Regions from separate parts of the Sus scrofa genome. Here region 1 is linked to region 2. The links are chromatin contacts, called in public Hi-C maps. All regions are on one chromosome and are shown on one strand. Each heading gives the region's core, a stretch centred on a gene start, on an enhancer-like site or on the middle of the called end of the contact. The rest is flanking DNA. Distances are from core to core; before and after follow the strand shown. Region 1 overlaps LOC110260836. Region 2 holds the start of RBX1 (E3 ubiquitin-protein ligase RBX1).

Region 1 (3,921 bases), core at 713-3,212, 97 kb after region 2:
GTGTAGCTATTAGTTGGCTTATAATTAGCATCCTCCCTCCATTTTTGCTATTGCAATATAACTAAGTGGGCACACAGTCACCCAAAATAAAATTAAAATCTCTCACCCTCCTTGCACTAGATGTGGCCATGTGTCTAAACACTTGCTGATGGTACATAAGTAGAAGTATTTACATGGCAGTTTCTGGGGACAGAAAAAAAGGCTCTTGGTATATTCTTCGCTTGCTTCTTCATCTCTCCCCAGCGTCTGCCTGGCTTGCAGATACTGACTTGGTGCCTGAGGCTGAAGGCCACGCATTAGCAATGGAGGGTGATCTAGGGAGCTGGAAGCAGCTGAGCAAGGAATTTCGTGGAGTAAAACTTCTATTCCTGCCCTGGGCTGCATTGGATATTTTCTTTTTTTCTTTTCTTTTCTTTTTTTTTTTTTTTTTTTATGCATCAAATATTTTCGATTCTAGTCTACCTCATTAAAAAAAAAAAAAAGAGAGAGAGAGATAAAATGCCTGTTGTGGCTCAGCAGGCTAAGAACCCTAATAGGATCCATGAGGATGAGGTTTCAATCCCTGGCCTCGCTCAGTGGGTGAAGGATCTGGCATTGCCACAGCTCACAGATGCGGCTAAGATCTGGCCTTGCTGTGGCAGTGGTGTAGGCTGGCAGCTACAGCTCCGATTTGACCCCCAGCCTAAGAACTTGCAAATGCCTCGGTTGCGGGCCTAAAAAGAAAAAAAAAAAGCTGCGATCCACTGGTCTTCACAGCACACGAATGGGTCACACGTGCCAGCTGCCCTCGAAGGGCAAGCTCCACACAGGGCAGGCATGCTGGAGAACCAGCAGGGAACATTTCGCCGTCGAGTGTGTTGGGTGCTGTTGGCTGCTTTCAGGAGTCTTCAGAGAGCCAGGCACAGACTGGAGCGCTCGTCTTCAGCAGAAATAGAAAGGAATGTCCTCGCTGGCGGCCTGCAACCAAATTGCCCAAGAGTTCCCTAACACAAGGACTGTGGGGACTGAAAGAAGCCATCTGCTTCGGTATTTCAGACCTAAGCAATTAGGAGTGGCTTCGGAGCCATCTTGAGCGATAAGACTAACTTTCCCCCAGAGGCCATGAGCCTGAAGGCAGAAAAGGGATTAAGGTATTTGCCTTCCCACCCTGTTTTAGAGAGAGAGAGACTGAAGGTGGCTGTCCTTAGGTGCAGCACAGAGGCACCTTTGCAGACGACCAAGTGTCCAGGCTGAAGTTACTTCTAGGTGACATCTCTGGCTGAGGTCATTTGCACGTGAAGCACATCATCTGGAAGGGCTGCTACGAGTTCGAAAGAATTAAACAGTCCTCCCCCCATCGTCTGACAAGTAATGAAACCTATATATACTGTCATTTTCCAGCATCACTGCTCTTGCGCTTTGGGGCCATTGTTAAGTAAAAAAAAAAAGAGTTACCTGGGAGTTCTCTTGTCCCACAGTGGGTTAAGGCTCTGGCAGCATCATCACTGCAGCTGCTGGCGTCGCTGCTGGGGTGTGAGGTTGATCCCTGGCCAGGGAACTTACCTATGCTGCAGGCGCGGCCTTTTTAAAGAAGAAAAAAAGAGTTACCTGAACACGAGCCCTAAGATATGGCCAGTGTCGATCTGATCACCCAAGGCTACTAAATGTCTGAGGGGCAGGAAGTATGTCCAGTGAGGAGACACTGGACAGACAGATGATTCATGTCCCTGGAGGGACAAGGGAGACCGGGCAAGATTTCCTTGCAGATGCAGAACGGTGTGCAAGTTCAAACTTATCAATTGTTTATTTCTGGAATTTTCTATTTTAATATTTTCGGACTGTGTGTGACCTTGGGTAATAGAAACAGGGTAAAGTGAAAGCGAAACTGAAACTATGGGCTAGAGGGGACTACTGTATTGCCAAAGAAACCACCAACTTGGCCTGAAAAATAATGTGTGACTACACAACCCCGAAGCCATTTCCAGGCGCCAAAAATACACCAGGAGGAAGCAGGCCCTGCAAACTGCGTGGGTCCCAGTGGCCCATCTCCCCCACACCCACCTCTCCTGGGTCCATAGGGGGTAACGGAAAAGGAAGACTCTCCCTGACGGCAGAGCTGGGGGTTGTCAGACAGGTGCACTTAGGAACTGATCTGCTGAAGAGAAGGGGATCTTCACTGCTCCGGGTCAGAGGACGTTACTGGGGACAGTGGACCAACACTTTATTTTATTTTATTTTATTTTTTGCTTTTTAGGGCCACACTCATGGCATATGGAGGTTCCCAGGTTAGGGGTCCAATTGAAGCTATAGCTGCCAGTCTATGCCCCAACCGTACCAGATCCGAGCCTCGTCTGCAACCTACACCATAGCTCACGGCAACACCAGATCCTTAACCCACTGAGCAAGGCCAGGGATGGAACCCGAAACATCATGGTTCCTATTTGGATTCGTTTCTGCTGCGCTATGATGGGAACTCCAGAACAGTCCTTTTTATTGTGATTCTCTTGTTCCTACTCTACTAGCACCTATTTAAAGATAGTTTGTCTTTTACTTTATAGATTGCACCTATATCTGGACCCTGTGGATAGTTAAAGGATTTGGTTATGGACTTTGAACTGGACACAGTGGGATTTGAGGCGTTGTTTCTTTTTGTGGTTTTTTGGCTGCACCCTTGGCATGTGGAAGTTCTTGGGCCAGGGGGATCGAACCCACACCACAGCAGTGACCCAAGATGCTGCAGTGGCAATGCCAGGTCCTTAACACACTGCACCGCGGGAGAACTCCTAGGGATCTCTCTATTAGGGAACAGATGAGCACGATTTATAAATGGAGATAAGAATATATAGAGAGTGACCATTTAATTTAGCATCCAAAGTAAGACATTTAAAAAAACATTTATTTTTAATATTGTTTATTCCTGTGTTAATGCAATTATGTATGCATGTTTAATAGTGTTCTAAAGGGGTAACTGACATATAAAAACCTGCACAGGGAGTTCCCGTCATGGCTTAGTGGTTAACAAACCCGACTAGGATCCACGAGGACTCCGGTTCAATCCTTGGCCTTGCTCAGTGGGTTAAGGGTCTGACGCTGCCCTGAGATGTGATGTAGGTCACAGAAGCGGCTGGGATCCTGCGTTGCTATGGCTGTGGTGTAGGCTGACAGCTGCAGCTCCGATTTGACCCCTAGCCTCAGAGCTTCCATATGCCGTACATGCAGCCCTTAAAAAAAAAAAAAAGCAATAAAATAAAATAAAAACCTGCACAGAAGTTGCCTTGTGGCTCAGGGGGTTAAAGATTTGGTGTAGTTACTGCTACCACTCTGGTTACAGCCATGGCACGGGTTCAATCCTTGCCCCCCCCAACTCCATACTTAAAGCGTACAAATTGAAAAGCTTTGACATATGTTTTTAACAGCTTTTAAGTGTTTAGGGGCATCAAATACAATCACATGGTTGTGCTACCATCACCCTGTTCGTTTCTAGAGCGTTTTCATCATCCCGAAGAGAAACTCTTATACCTATTAAATAGTACCTCTTATTTCTTCCACCCCCCAAGCCCTTGTAACCACTTTGTCTTTATGAATTTACCCATTCTAGGTAACGCATATAAATGGAACCATACAGTATTTGTTATTTGTCTGGCTTCTTTCACTTAGTGTAATGTTTTCAGGGTTTATCCATGTCGTAAAAAGTATCAGTATTTCATTCCTTTAATGGTTGAATAATATCTCATTGCATGTATATTCTACATTTTGTTTCTCCATCAGTCTGTTGATAGACACTTGGTTATTTCCACCTTTTGGTTATTATGGATAATGCTACCATGAATATTGGTGTGCAAATATCTGTTTGGGTCCCTCCTTTCAATTCTTGGGGGTATATTCCTAGAAATAGAATTGCTGGATCATCTGGTAATTTTATGTTTAACTTGAGGACCCATC
Region 2 (3,666 bases), core at 948-3,447:
CAGTTCCTTAACCTGCTGCAACACAAGGGAACGCCCATCTGAAACTTGTGGGGTTTTTTTGGTAACAATTTTTATTTGTTCCATTTCAGTTGCTTTGAAACTTTTTTGATTGTCCCTTCATTGCTGAAGAATATTTTATTTTATTGCATTTGTCTTTAAAGGGCCTCATCCATAGCATATGGAAGTTCCCAGGCTAAGGGTCAAATTGGAGCTGTAGCTACTGGCCTACACCACAGCTCATGGCAACGTGGGATACTTAACCCACTGAGTAAAGCCAGCGATTCATGGATACTAGTCAGGTTCATTACTGCTGAGCCACAACGGGAACTCCTGAAGAATATTTTAATTGGGTATAGGAGCTGGGTTGACAGTTTATTTTGTTTTTTCCATCCTGAAAAAATATTTTGCCACTTCTTTCTGGGCCTCCATTATTTGTGATGAGAAATCACTCATTCAAATCAATTTTCCTCAGTAGTGTTATTTTCTCTGGCTGCTTTCAAGGTTTTTTTTTGTCTTTAGTTTTTAGAAGTTTAATGGTGATGTGTCTCGGCATATCAATTTTTACTCAGTTTCTTAAATCTATAGGTTTATGTTTCTTGCCAAATTTGAGAAGTATTTCAGCACTTACTTTACCAATTACCTTTTCAGCCTGGCCCATGCCTGGCCCTCTTTGTCCTTCCATTCTGGGACTCTTTGTGTGTGTGTGTGTGTGTGTGTGTGTGTGTGTGTGTGTGTGTGTGTGTGTGTGTGTTTGCCATTTCTTGGGCCGCTCTCGAAGCATATGGAGGCGCCCAGGCTAGGGGTCGAATCGGAGCTGTAGCCACCGGCCTACACCACAGCCACAGCAACGCGGGATCTGAGCTGCGTCTGCAACCTACACCACAGCTCATGGCAACACCGCAACACCGGATCCTTAACCCACTGAGCGAGGCCAGGGATTGAACCTGTGTCCTAATGGATGCTGGTCAGATTTGCTTCCACTGAACCACAATGGGAATTCCTTTACTGAGATTTTTTGAAGCATTTATTTGTTGACTTGTGTGTTACTTCCCTACCAGAAGTTTCACTCCTTCATCAGTCTCTCCCATCTATAATAGTACCTGGGGTATATATACATTATGAGACCTATATACATACATAGGACCCCAGGTCCTATTTCATATATATTTATATATATATAATACATAGTTAATGAATACATATTATATATATAGTTACATTCAGTGAAAGTGTTGAATGAAGGATAAATATGCCCTCGATACCTTAATTTACTATGGGTTTCTAGTATTCCTGCGGGAACACAATAAATTAGATGACAGAACTCTTGATATGGAATCATTCATTTAACAAAACTTGGTCTTAGAAAAACTTGGTAGTGTTCCTACTAAAACTTTAAGGTCTCTCACAAGTCTTCTCTCTCTACTCCGGTTAAAGCTGCGGCGTTTTCACAGATTTGTTTTCCTGTTTAAAATTAAGACAAGGAAACAAACCCTACTTCTGGTTTAACAGTGGAGTCAAGACCATCCATTACTCTTCAGCTTTCTTTTAAGAGAAGATACGAGATTTCAAATAAGCCAATACAAGATTTAAGAGTGATCTAGCAGTCATACCTCTGCAAGATTAGAGATGAAAAAAAAGTGGAGAGGTGGTCTACAAATGGGAAGGTGATAGAAAGCACAGGTGCTTTGGCTGGAAAGGTGCTATGGCCCAAGGAGGCTAGGACCTCAGGCCGGGCTCAGAAGTGGGTCAGGATCTGAGAAAGACCACTAAGAGTGAGGTCTTGGGTTTCCGCAGCAGGAGGCGGGACGCCCACCCTCGCCCTTTCCCCGGAAGAACGCGACGAGGACCCGCGGGCACTGGAGCTGCGCGGCGGCGGGGAAGGATAGGCTGTGCGCGGGCTGCAGGTCGCGGCCGAGGCGGAGGAAACAGCCGCCGCCCCTGCGGAGGGAGTGAGGCCGGGGGCTTCCCGAGGAAGGGCGATGAGAGCGAGTCCTTTCGAACATTTCCACCCGGCTCTCTCGCGTCGGCCCGGCCCCGCCCGGCCCCGCCCCAGCAGCTCCGGCAACCGCCTCCTCCCAGCCGACGCGGGGTAGAGTGGGGGGCGGGGGGAACCAGCACCAGCGCCTTTAAGAGGCGTGGCCACACGCTCCGCCCCCACTTGCCCCTCGCGCGCCAGTGAGGGGTGGGGTGCGGGAGGAGGTGTCCGGACGGGAGGGGGAGTGAGACGTGCGCTGGCGCGCAGGCGCAGTAACGAGACGACAGATCGTGTGTTTCCAAAATGGCGGCAGCGATGGATGTGGATACCCCGAGCGGCACCAACAGCGGCGCGGGCAAGAAGCGCTTTGAAGTGAAAAAGGTTGGGTCTCGCCAGCGCCTTCCTCAGGGAAACTAGAGAGGCGCGGATCTGGCTGGCAGGCCCAGGATGACCAAGGCGCGGAGGAAAGGGCTTCATTTCAGGGCGTTCCGGGGACCGGGTACCACCAAAGGAAGCCGGGAGGCGGGTCTTAGGGTTGATCGGCGTGACTGCGGCCCACTGTCAGTGCCAGTGTTGGTTTCGCTCGGAGGCTGAGGGGCCAATCACGGAGGTGCTTATTGAGATGCGCGGGGTTGCGACTTGGATGCAGGAGCCAAGCGCCTGAGCTGTCACTGGAGTGGTGGAGGGGTGGGGAAGGCGAGGGTGGGGCGGGTGGAAGGGGGAGTCGAGGGCTGCGGTGGGTGGAGGATGGGACAGTACGGCCCAAGCCGGGAACCTGAGGTCCTACCGCATTGGAGGCTTCTGAGGACCGGGCTAGTGATCTCCGTGCCCCGCCCCTATCCAAAGCTTGGGGTCCCTCTGAGGAACCTCGACCTGGTCCTCGCCTAATCGAGGCCTCCATTAGCCCTCTCTGGCCCTCGCCCCTGCCGAGTTAGTTTCTCGAGTGTAACTCTTGGCTCTTCTGAAAGGTCTGTTGATTTGTTACACAGCCGCCCCAGTCCTGCGGTCATATCCAGAATCCCCATCCGAAAAAAAAAAAAAAAGGCATGGTGGAATTTGTTAAAAAGAAAACGGAGCCCAAGTATTGTTTCAAGTAGGGAGGGTTGAATACAAGTTGCGAACAACCTGGTAAAGTGGGAAAGAAGAAATGTGGAACGTGTCTTTTTGCATGAAATGCCTTACAGTGATTTGCCAGCAGTTTGGGAGAAAAGTGCCCATCCCACATTAGATAAAACAAATCTGTCCAAAATGAAGATTCCAAATAGGGAAGATTTTATCCCTGGAACATCTAGCTAAACCCTGACGGTATTCCCCCGTCTAATGCGTTTTGGCGTTTCATTGTGGGCACTGCATGCTCAGTTACAGCCAGCAGCCATATTGAAGAATAGAAGTAAGATTTTTTTTTTCTTCTTTCCTCCAAGTTGAAGCTGTCGGTGAAAAGTGTTGAAGAAGTTGCTAGACATTGAAAATTAGGTTTGAAGGAGATGAAGGTTTGGGACGTGTCACCAAATTAGGGGGTGAAAGGGAGTTTGGGAATATTTATTGCAGAAGCCAGAGGTTGAATTATTGAAATACCACTTTTAGATAAACTCTTAAGGAAATTATCCTAGCTAAATATAACAGTCTGAGCATATAAAAGTTGAGAACATCAGCTTATTTGATGATAGGAACTATACGAAATTCCAGTGAAT

Evidence for each region. Hi-C and Micro-C count contacts between places; a contact is called where the count stands out from the background.
Region 1: a Hi-C map of skeletal muscle shows a contact between it and region 2, with 15 times the contacts expected there. The contact joins the enhancer-like site here to the promoter of RBX1 in region 2. A contact is called at or near these places in 5 of 47 Hi-C or Micro-C datasets (alveolar macrophages, embryonic fibroblasts, fetal liver and 2 more) and 1 of 2 datasets of contacts at active chromatin or transcription factors (alveolar macrophages).

Annotation. Positions count from the first base shown.
Region 1 is chr5:7,416,917-7,420,837 of Sscrofa11.1, reverse strand. All of the region lies in intron 2 of LOC110260836, which reads left to right. Among named protein-coding and RNA genes, the nearest start is that of EP300, 24 kb to the right of the region's middle. Within about 2 kb of position 1,962, at least 27 of the 83 cell types and tissues checked have an H3K27ac peak or open chromatin away from gene starts, as enhancers often do. A contact at or near this core is called in alveolar macrophages, retroperitoneal adipose tissue and skeletal muscle, where this site is marked.
Region 2 is chr5:7,513,919-7,517,584 of Sscrofa11.1, reverse strand. RBX1 (E3 ubiquitin-protein ligase RBX1) reads left to right here and starts at 2,197. Exons shown (of 5, transcript XM_021091464.1): 1 at 2,197-2,356. The coding sequence starts at 2,279.